Regions from separate parts of the Mus musculus genome. Here region 1 is linked to region 2. The links are chromatin contacts, called in public HiChIP or PLAC-seq maps. All regions are on one chromosome and are shown on one strand. Each heading gives the region's core, a stretch centred on a gene start, on an enhancer-like site or on the middle of the called end of the contact. The rest is flanking DNA. Distances are from core to core; before and after follow the strand shown.

What was found. HiChIP or PLAC-seq counts read pairs in DNA pulled down with a chosen protein or histone mark.
Region 1: a contact with region 2 is called in an HNF4G HiChIP or PLAC-seq map of pancreatic cancer cells. The contact joins two enhancer-like sites. A contact is called at or near these places in 2 of 115 datasets of contacts at active chromatin or transcription factors (embryonic stem cells and pancreatic cancer cells) and 1 of 9 other capture datasets (embryonic stem cells).

Annotation. Positions count from the first base shown.
Region 1 is chr2:4,442,759-4,448,095 of GRCm38.p6, forward strand. All of the region lies in intron 2 of Frmd4a (FERM domain containing 4A), which reads left to right. Among named protein-coding and RNA genes, the nearest start is that of Gm23691, 64 kb to the left of the region's middle. Within about 2 kb of position 3,088, at least 112 of the 459 cell types and tissues checked have an H3K27ac peak or open chromatin away from gene starts, as enhancers often do. A contact at or near this core is called in pancreatic cancer cells, where this site is marked.
Region 2 is chr2:4,284,540-4,289,973 of GRCm38.p6, forward strand. All of the region lies in intron 1 of Frmd4a (FERM domain containing 4A), which reads left to right. Among named protein-coding and RNA genes, the nearest start is that of Gm39752, 40 kb to the left of the region's middle. Within about 2 kb of position 2,267, at least 40 of the 459 cell types and tissues checked have an H3K27ac peak or open chromatin away from gene starts, as enhancers often do. A contact at or near this core is called in pancreatic cancer cells, where this site is marked.

The sequences.
Region 1 (5,337 bases), core at 1,838-4,337, 160 kb after region 2:
ATGTGCATATGACTGCAGTGTCCAAGGAAGCCAGAGGTGTCAGATGCCCCCTGGGGCTAGACTCACAGGCAGTTGTTGAGCTGCCCAACCTGAGTGCTGAGAACCAAACTCAGGTCCCCTAGAGGAGCAACAAGTATTCTTAGCCACTGAGTCATCTCTCTAGACCCCAAGCCATACTCTTGAATAATATAAAAATGGCTGTCCTCCTACATAATCTGACTTCTGGCTCAGGGGTACTGGGTGAAGCCGATTCTAGGATCTCACTTGTGTGTGTGAGTGTGTGTGTGTGTGTGTGTGTGTGTGTATACATATATATATGTATATATATATTGTGATAGTGTCAGTGTGTTCGTGTGGATGTAAGCACATGTATGTGAGCTCATCTGTGTATGTTATTAGTATGCATAAGTGCTTGTGGGAGTGTGTGTATTTGGTAGACCCCACAACACTGAAGGCATTTGGATACTGAGATACTCACTAGCTTCTGAGTAGTCCTTAGCTTACATCCTTGCCAACAGAAATGAGTATATTGTCACAGGGCAGCCAGCCCCAGCTACCTCAAGTATCATCTTGTGACTGTAGGAAAAGGACTCTTATTATTGAGGGAAAGGGTTCCCAGATGGTCCCCAAGCCTGTTCTATCTTCCACAGTGGCTCATATCCTCATGTCTTAGCTGGTCACCCACTGGGGAGCAGAGAAAAAGCAGTTGTTTGAAATCAGCAATCTCAAAGTGTATTCCTGGAGGAAGAACACCAGCTCTGTTCAGTGTTCAGACAGAAAGGGAGTAGGCTCAAGATGTCCAGAACCTGACCAGCAAAGGCCCTGAGCATCAGGATTAGAGGTGTACTCGGCCTATAGGAGTCTCACACAGGAGACTGCAGACTGTCTGCCTTTCTGGAACTTGCTTGCATGACTTACAGATAAGAGGCAGGACAGGGGAGTGGGTCACAGACTTTTGGATTAAAAGGATTTGGAATTGTAAAGATGCATGGTTGGCTAATTCGCTACCAGCAAGGTGCATTTTAAAAATGTCTTGCTTTGATTTGTTGTTTATTCTGCTGTAGCAATTCGATGACCTAGGCTGGCCTTGAATTTGAGATGCTCATGGGCCTGTACTATCTGTGTGTGTGTGTGTGTGTGTGTGTGTGTGTGTGTGTGTGTGTGTTGGAAATAAGTGAGGCAAGTATTCTGGAATAGTTTCTTTTTCTTTGCTAAATGAAGGTATAAAGTAAACATAGTCACCCATGCCAACCATTTGCCTAACAGAACAGAGCGTACACTCGTAGACATCAGAAGAAAGGGCAGTCTTTGGAGTAAACTGCATTAACTAGAATCCCATATATCAGGGTTATTTTTTTCTTGTTTCACCATCAATCCAAGCAAAAGGCACCCAGACTTCTAATCATGCACGGGGTTGGTCTCCGTGATGACTAGCTTCCATCACAAGTCATTTCATTAGCATAACCTCAAAGTCATAAACTCTCCTGCCAGGGGCTGCTGAGATGGCTTTGTGGGTAAAGTGCTTGCCACTTAAGCCTGATTACCTGAGTTCAATCCCCAGGACCCAAAGGATGGAAAAAGAGAACAAACTTCAGCAAACTGTCCTCTGGCCTCACCACTGGTGCTCCACTTAGATAGATAGATAGATAGATAGATAGATAGATAGATAGATAGATAGATAGATAGATAGATAGATAAATGCAGTGTAAAAACTTTATCCTTATACTCAAGACAATCACAGAGTATAGTGCCAGCGCCAGGAACCAGAGACAACAGCAGTCAGATTCTTAAATCTAAAGGGACAGCTATGGCTGCAGCGTAGTTCTGTGGTAGCATTCTTGTCTACCATGCTTGAGGTCCCGGGCTCCCAAATATTGCAAAAACAAACAAACAGACGCAATGGCTAAAGGGTCAGGCACCCAGATCTCAAACTTTGGTTACACTTGTTGAAATAAGATCAAAGTTAATGTTTAGAGTCTCAGCTTCCAAGCATGGACTTCGATGTTAGTCCAAATTTTAAATGCTACTATATCAGCCACAGTGGGTACTGCAATAAAAGGCCACAGGCTAGGTGGAGGGATTAAAGTCAGAAATGCATGTCTCACAGGCCTAGATGATAGAAGTCCAAGAGCGGATGTAAGCAGGGTTATCTTTCCAGAGCCGTCTCTCTGGCTTGCAGCTGGCTGCATTCCTTCTGTCTTCATGTGGCCTTGGCTTTATATCCTCCTCCCTCCTCCTCCTCCATCCCTCCCCTCCTCCTTGCCTCCTCTTCATGGTCTTCTTTTTCTTTCTCCTCCTTTTTCTTCTCCTTTCCTTCTTCCTCTTCTTCTTCCTCCTGCCCCTTCTCCTCCTCCTCCTTTCTTCTACTTTTTCCTTTTTCTTCCTCCTCCTCCTTTCTTGACACTGATCCTGTTGAATGGAGACTCTGCCCCTATAACTTCATTTAGTCACCTCTTCAAAGGTCATTTCAGAATCCAGCTACTTTCTAAGACTCCATGATTTGGATGTTAACAGTGGATTTGAGGGGGTGGAGAAATGACTCCGGTGTGAAGAGCACTGCTGTAGGAGAGGACCCAGGTTCAGTCTCAAGTACCATATGAGACTCTTACAACCACATGTGGCTCCAGCTCCAAGGGATGCAGTGCCCTCTTCTGCCCTCTTTAGGCACCTGTACTCACATGTCCATACACTGAGACATACACACAACTTAAAAATGAAACTATTTTTAAGAAACAATAAGTTTAGAGAGGGGCAATTCAACCCAAAACCATGACCCTGGGTACATAATCTTCTCAAGTCTTAGAATCTACTTTGTTTTTTGATATGTAAGGAAAAGAACAAGCAGTAATCACATGTACAAAAGCTGCTGGGAAGCCAGGGAACAGCAGGGACGCTGCCTGCTAGCCTGCCCCTGGCAGTGCCGCAGCCTCACCGCACCATTTTTATAAGGACACAGTGGCTTGCTGTCTGGAATGAGCCATCCGTTTCTCTGTCTGAAAGTCAGTATTTCCCAGTCATGGGCTTCTCTTGTTCCAGCTCTGAGACACTTGGCAAGTCCACAGAGCAAGCCAAGCATCAGCTGGGTTCAGCCCTAGCCAGCTCAGACTTGAGTCATCACTCTGAGTTAAGCTTGTATCACCCACTCTAGCACTCTGTCGTAGCCACCGTAAGTTGTGGCTAAGGACTCCCAGGTGTCCCTGCTCCTCTGTGGCCACACACAGCAAGTCTGTATGCCTGCGACTTAAAGAACCTTTATGTACACTCTGACATAACTGTGTGGAAATCCAGAAAACCCCATAAGACTAAGCCCTCAGGCTGCTGGGAGCTCACAGAACAAAAAGACCAGGATGCTAACGGCATCTGAGGCCAAATTGCCTGCGCCACCACCAAACCCCAAGAACTTTACAACTACACGAGGAGTTCCCTTTGGCAGGCTCTCTGCCTGTGGCAGGGATCCCAGTGGCTGAGCTGTACCACTGAAGAAGCTCATTCAAAAGTTATTTCCTCACAAACAGCTTCCCTAGTCTTACATCCAGATGTGTTACTAAATAAGTGGTGACCTCCCAAAAGTGCCTGCAGAAAGGCTGATTCTTCTAGGCCCACCCAGCCCTGAAGTTACACTAGTCATCATAAGATGCCTTTTCTTCAATGTTGTGGTTATAGCCAGTACATTAGACCCTAGACTAAAGGAAAACGGTCATTGTCCCCATCTCCCAAGAGCATGCAGTCTAAAGAGTGAAATGTCAATCCAGTCAGATATATAGAGACGAATTTCTAAAAGTAGAAGCACTGAACCAAGAAGGGAAACAGCAAAGAGATAAGATTTTTAAGTCAGCCACCCATGCATGGTGTGTTATAGCTCAGAGTGCTTTCCCAAGTAAGAATAGAAAAGCCCTGCCCTGTCTTTCACAGAAGTTTTCAGACTACTGTATCTTTCCATCTTTTGCAAAATGTTCCCTGGCCAAGTTCTCATGGAGACCAAGAGATTCTCAACTGCTATGACGCAGTAGGAGAGGGGAAACAGAAAGGAGAACACTCGGGTTGGAATAGTAGACATGGGATCCTCTGTGGTTCTGCAAATGGACATGTGCATATTATACAAAAGGAATATAGTTCAGATTTTGAGATAGGGCCTCATGGTGTAGTTCCATCTGGCCACAAAATTATAATTCTCCTGCCTACCCTGCTTTGTGCTGGGATTACAGGTGTATAAAACTGTCTTCTTCCCTCTCCCTCCCTCCTTCCCACCACTGTGTGTGTGTGTGTGTGTGTGTGTGTGTGTGTGTGTGTGTGTGTGTGTGTGTGTGTGTGTTAGTGTCTGCATGTGTGTACATGTATATGGCAGACAACCTTAGATATCATTCCTCAGTTGCTATCCACATTGTAGTTTTGAGACAGGGTCCCTGGCTGGTTTAGACTTCACCAAATAAGCTAGATTGGCTGCTGAGTAAAACCCAGAGATCTGTCTATCTCTGCATCCCCAGTAGTGGAGTACAATGATCCACCACCACCTTCACCCACCTTCTCATTTCTTACTGGATGCAAGGGTGGCTGTCAGAGGTAGAGTACCTGGGAACCTATTGGTCAGAATGGAGAGATGAGATGGACCTCGGGTGACAGCATTGTGCCAGTGGGTAAAAGCCTGAAAGGTTCCCATTCGGACTGACAGGTTCCAGCATACAGTGGGATGGCTGAAAACTTGACCCTGTGACCCTCTGTAACTGTTACATATTGCCACTTGCTGACTTAGACTATTGGAAAATTAGAATCGGTGTCAGTAAATAAGGTTAGAAGGGGAACCCTTGACTTCTTAGAAGAAACTGTGACTCAGATCTTGACCTGTGCTGTGTCTTGTGAGAAACTTCTTTCCAGATTAGTGACAGTATTGAAAGCAAGGCGACAGGTGGCAGTTAATCGATCTACATTTGGGTGGCTCCCTCAACAGTAACCCCCTGTGGAAGCATATCCCTAACCTTGCACTCCCCCCAAAAAACGCCTGGGAGAGATGGACTGCATCAGGAAGTGAGACATGCTCATATACACTCCTTTCCCATCTGTGTAAGACTCTGCCAAGAAACCTTACAGTTAAAACATCTCTCTGGGTGGCTGCCTCCACAGGCTCTCTGGACCATTTCAAACCCTTCAGGATAGTCCAGGAATTCTTTTGGGGAGCCACAGCTTCTTAAGGCTCCTAGGAATAGGGTTCGATGTAAGGACACTCAGGGAAATACTGTAGCTGGCTCTGGGGAGACATACATGCTACCTCAGCTCTCTTAAGAACCAGCTGGGTGGCTCTGGGAGGCCATTTTTCTTTTCTGTGTTTTGCCATCCAAAAGT
Region 2 (5,434 bases), core at 1,017-3,516:
TTCAGATTTAGTTCTGTCTCAAGGGAATAACATGGGGAGTGAGCGATTGAAGAAGAAACACCCAACATCCCTCTCTAGCCTTACATACATACTTACACACACACACACACACACAAGCACACACACAAACACACTCTTACCACACACACCACTACAAAAAGAAGTCAAAGTAGCAATTTTGTGTCATGTGTATTTTACTACAATTTTTTAAAAAATGCTTGCATGAATAAAAGGGGTACATTTTAGAAACAGAAAAGAATTTCCAATTTTTATGAGTATTCTACCTGACAGATGCTGCAGGACTTGACCCAGAGATTAAATCTATTTCTGAGATGTTTATCTACCCTTGCATGGTGGGGGTGTAGAAGGAGCAGGGAAGATCGTATGGGATCTAATAATATTCGGGGGGAAAAATTTAGTTCCCTCCAACTTCATTTCCTTGTTTTCCACAAGACTGTGTGTTTCTCTGTCGTGGTGCACAGAACAAGGTCTGATGCGTCCTTCACAAAGAACCATTGATGGCGTGTCTGTGTGAATTGCCCTGGCTTTGGTCACAGCCAAGTTCTGCGGGACCCACTGCCCCTCGTTCGACAATACACTCCACTGTGTGTAGCCATTTATGAAAGGTCAGAAATGAACTGAGAAATGGCTGGAGTCAAAAACATGTGGCCCTATAAATATCAGAGTCAGACGGCTTCAGGCATTTCCCCAGTCTCGTTTCTGCTCCATTCAGCTGTCTCCGCAAGCCTCTGCTGAGGTGCCTGGCATTTTGTGGGCACCTTACTTTGTACAGTTCTGCAGAGGAAGCTACCTTCTTCACTTGCTGCCCTTCTTGCCCAGCCCAGTAGCATAGAACCATTAATAGAGTTGTTTTGATTTGTTTTTGTTTTTTAAGTTAGAATTTCTTCTCGGGAGCCCTGGCAGCCCGTTCTGCAATGCTCTGTCTTATTTTAAGATTTTCCACTTTGCATTAGTAGCGACTTTGCCTAGTTACCGACCTGACACCAAAGGTGTTCTGTGAGCTGAAGGGTTTGCAGATTTGGGCTCCGTGAGTCCTATTGGGACATTGACCATGACATTAGCTGCCAGACTGGATGACTTCGAGATGACACTGGAGCACCTGTTCATGGATGTGTTTGTAAGTAAAAGCTTTCCATTCCCACATGCAAGGATTGTCCCTGCAATCCCAAATAGGGATTGTGTCCCCATATGAACAGAAGCTTCTAGCTTGCAATTGTGCTGTTTCTACTCCAATATACAGAAGGGGAAGTTGGGGTGGGGTGGGGTGGGGTGGGGTGGGTATTGTTCCTAAATGTCCAGTGACACAGAACTGCCCACATGGATCAATGCCACACCACTGGCAGAGGTGTGGCATTTTGAATGAAGTCAGCTCTAGAGGTCTAAATGAATGGGCGGAACAGAGAAAACAACACTTCCCACTACCCCCGCAGAGATCAAACCACTTCTGTTTGCGTTCCCTGGAGGAATCAGATTTGTTTGTGAAGCAATCATTCCAGAGGGCTGGGGGTATGGGGTGGGCAGTGAGGAATTCACAGTGCTCAAAACACTGGTGATTCCATGTAGAGAAATGCAGATTACTAGGTAGTGCCACAAATCACACTGTCCACAGAAACTGGTTTCATATGGGTTCTCCAGGAATTTGTTTGATAAGATGAAGCTGTTTGGTTTGATTTATTTTCCTTTAAAGAAAAGGGCAACCGACAGGGAACACACACACACACACACACACACACACACACACACGCACCTCTTCCCACAATGATTTTCTGAATTTTAGCAAAAGCCATGTCAACAAAGTCACTCCCCCAGCCCAGCCACCGGGGCTCCTTACACTTTGGGCTCTCACTATGGGGCACAGGTCTGCTCTCTGTGGGTCACTGATGGTGAACAGGGACTGCAGAAGCAGAGGCTTGCAGGTGGCAATGCAGCTGGAAGGTGTTGGCCTGTGCTCTTTCCAAGAACAACAGTTGTTCTGCCAGGGGAGACGGCCGCAGCGCTTGCTGTGAGGGCACACCGTCTGTGTTTAAAATGAGGAAAGGCCCCAGAGGGCTGGCCTTTCTTGGCTATACATCACTGGGGCCCTTTCAGGGACTTCACAATGAATGGTGTATTTTGGCAGACAGGAGAGTCTGGAGCATTACTTATTATTAATTTATAATTTGTCTTCAAATGGATACCATTCCATGCTGGCGGGATTCCCAGAGGGCCGGTCTCTTGAAGGAGAGTGTGGGGAGCTGAGTCACTTGCGTCCATTCTGATCATAGTCATGGCACTGAGAAGTAAGCTTGAAGATAGAGTATGTGGTGGACCGTGGAGAGGGTCCTCCTGCATGTCTAGTCCTCGGTTGTCAGGTCACGGAATGTATAGTATGAAACTAGCATTGATCTGACTCGCTACCACGGCCTGAAGTCTGGCAGCAGTGGGGCAGGACTGAGACAGGGGGTGGACTCTGGCATAGCAAAGGATCAGTGGGAGTTTGATTGTCTCAGAGGGGAAAAATAGAATAAAAAAATGTCTTAAAATACTCCAAGTTCATTAATTTGTTGCTTTGACCTCTCTAATTTCCCTTCTACTCCCTCTAAACTCCCATAGTCTTGTTTCCATGTCTGGCAATGCTCTCCCTCTTCAAGAGGATGCTCTCAAATGCCCCATCCTTTTAAATAAATATCTCTCAGTTGATTATTCTAACCATTTTTCCGATCCCAATTGGACAGTTTGTTCGCCCATGCTCTTGAGGAGAATGTTGACTGCCCTGCTCTGTCTCTTTCCCCTGGCACAGTGTCTCTCTGAACCTGAAAACAGGCTGCCAGTCAGCACGCACCAAGGCTTCTGTAAGATGAGAGAGTCGGTCACATCACTTGTTTCATAATCCCTTGTTACCACGTGGGGCTTCGCTAGCTGCAGCTGTGCAGCTGCCTTCAGTTCCCAGCACCCGCATCACACCACCTTTACCTCCAGCTCCATAGGACCTGATGTCCTCTCCTGGCCTCCAAGGGTAACTGAACTCATATATACCCCCTGCCAAACAAATGCATACATCTAAAATTTTTATTAATGATAAATATTTTAAAAGAATAGCAAGTATAGAATTTCTTGTTATATGTGAACTGCTTCTGCTGTCAGTCCATCTTCCTCTTGTTTCAGAAGATGAGAAGACTTGTTGCTTATCTCTCATCTCTAGTAGGCATAGCTCAGTGGCTCTGCCTTCCACGGACATTCCAAGACCTCTCCATAGACCAACTGAAGAAAAAGGACAACAGGAAACCAAGCAGATGTCATGAAACATTCTTTGTTGCATTAAATAGCTTGATTATCTACACTTGAATCTATCCTTTCAAAAGGAGGCAGATGCCTCCAGCTCTCGACTCTTCTGTCTAGCTTCTGTTGCCAGCATTCCATATGCACATTCTTATGACCATCCAGAACTTTCTCATTATTAACCTGTTATGCTGAGTTCTTTCTTAAATATTATTTATTTATTTTTATATAAGTACTCTGTAGCTGTCATCAGACACACCAGAAGAGGGCATCAGATCACATTACAGATGGTTGTGGGCCACCAGTAGTTGCTGAGAATTGAACTCAGGACCACTGGAAGAGCAGTCAGTGCTCTTAACCACTGAGCCATCTCTCCAGCCCCCTTATGCTGAGTTCTTATCTGGCTCAAGCTTCCTCTAACATTGCTCCTTCTGTTTGCAACTTTATTTTGATTCTTATCAACATTTGTGCATGGCAATTTCATGAACATAAAAGTCGAATACTAGAAGGTTTATGAAGAAATCTTCCAGGTTCCAATCCCTTCCTTCCAACCTCTGAGTCCCTCTGAAATCATGTTCTTCCAAATGTTATATCTGGTGGTTTTCTTAATAATATGTTATCTTAGACACTTTTATATTGCTGTGAAGAGACACAATGAACAAAGAAACATTTAGCTACGGTTTTTGCCCATAGTTACAGAGGTTAGTCCATTGTTACTGTGACAGAGAGCATAGCAGTACATGATGCTGGAGAAATACTTACATCCCAATCTGCAGGCAGACAAAGAGAAAGAGAGAGCTTGGACCTGGCATGGGCTTTTGAAACTTCAGATCCCATCCCCAGTGAAATACTTCTTCCTTCATTAAGGTTATACCTACTCCAGCAAGGCCACACCCCTAATCCTTCTAATCCTTTTAAACAGTTCCACTTCCTGGTAACTAATCATTCAAATATATGAGCCTTTTGGGGGACAGGAATTACTACTCAAACCACCACATGTATTTACATAGTAATTTCTTAAATACCTAATTTTGAAATTGTATGCTGCCACCCTGACAGATAAGGATTTAACTTTTGGTGTATGTGTATGTTCCTGTGTACAGAGGTACATACATATGTGTGAATGCACATCCATATGTGAGCACACACATTTGGAAGCTAGCAGACAGGTGTTAGTCTCTCACTGGTCTAAAGCTCATGAAGGTCAGGGTTTAATCTTAGTCAGGGTTTCTATTCCTGCACAAACATCATGACCTAGAAGCAAGCTGGGGAGGAAAGGGTTTATTCAGATTACACTTCCATATTGCTGTTCATCACCAAGGAAGTCAGGACTGGAACTCAAGCAGGTCAGGAAGCAGGAGCTGACGCAGAGGCCATGGAGGGATGTTACTTAATGGCTTGCTTCCCTGGCCTGCTTACTTGCTTACTTATAGAACCCAGGACTACCAGCCCAAGGATGGCACCACCCACAATGGGCTCTCCCACCCTTGATCACTAATTGAGAAAATGCCTTACAGCTGGATCTCATGGAGGCATTTCCTCAAGGGAGGCTCCTTTCTCTATGATAACTCCAGCTTGTGTCAAGTTGGCACACAAAACCAGCAAGTACAACCATTGAATTTCAAGGATGAACCTGTATACACCTCTCCAGTTCTTTTGAAAACAAAATGTAAGTTGGGTTGGTTCCTGGGATCGAACTCAGGTCTTCATCCTGTCAGGATAAATATTTTACTTGTTGGGCCATCTTCTCAGTCTGCAGGTCTCTTATACCCCCACCCCCAACTCACACACACATTGCTCCTTTCCCCACTTGTATTCTTGATGGACTGATGTTGCAGTTTAATGTAACACCTAGTTTTATTGTGCTAACAAAATATTGTTTATATCTGAGAGATAGAATAAATTATAACTACATATCCTGATGGGCTTTACAACTTTATGTTTTTCCTGGAATTAATAATTGTCTCCTTCTAATATTTTCTTAATATCCCATATTCTCATCAGCCATTTAAGAACTTCAATAGAGTTATATGACTTATGTCAATTTGGAAGCTTTATTAGGCTCAGTTCACTTCCATTTTGTGGTGGGGTGTATCTTTTCTAGACCTTTCCATCCTTCATCTGTTAGAGGAGTTCCCTTCTTGGTCTCCTGAAT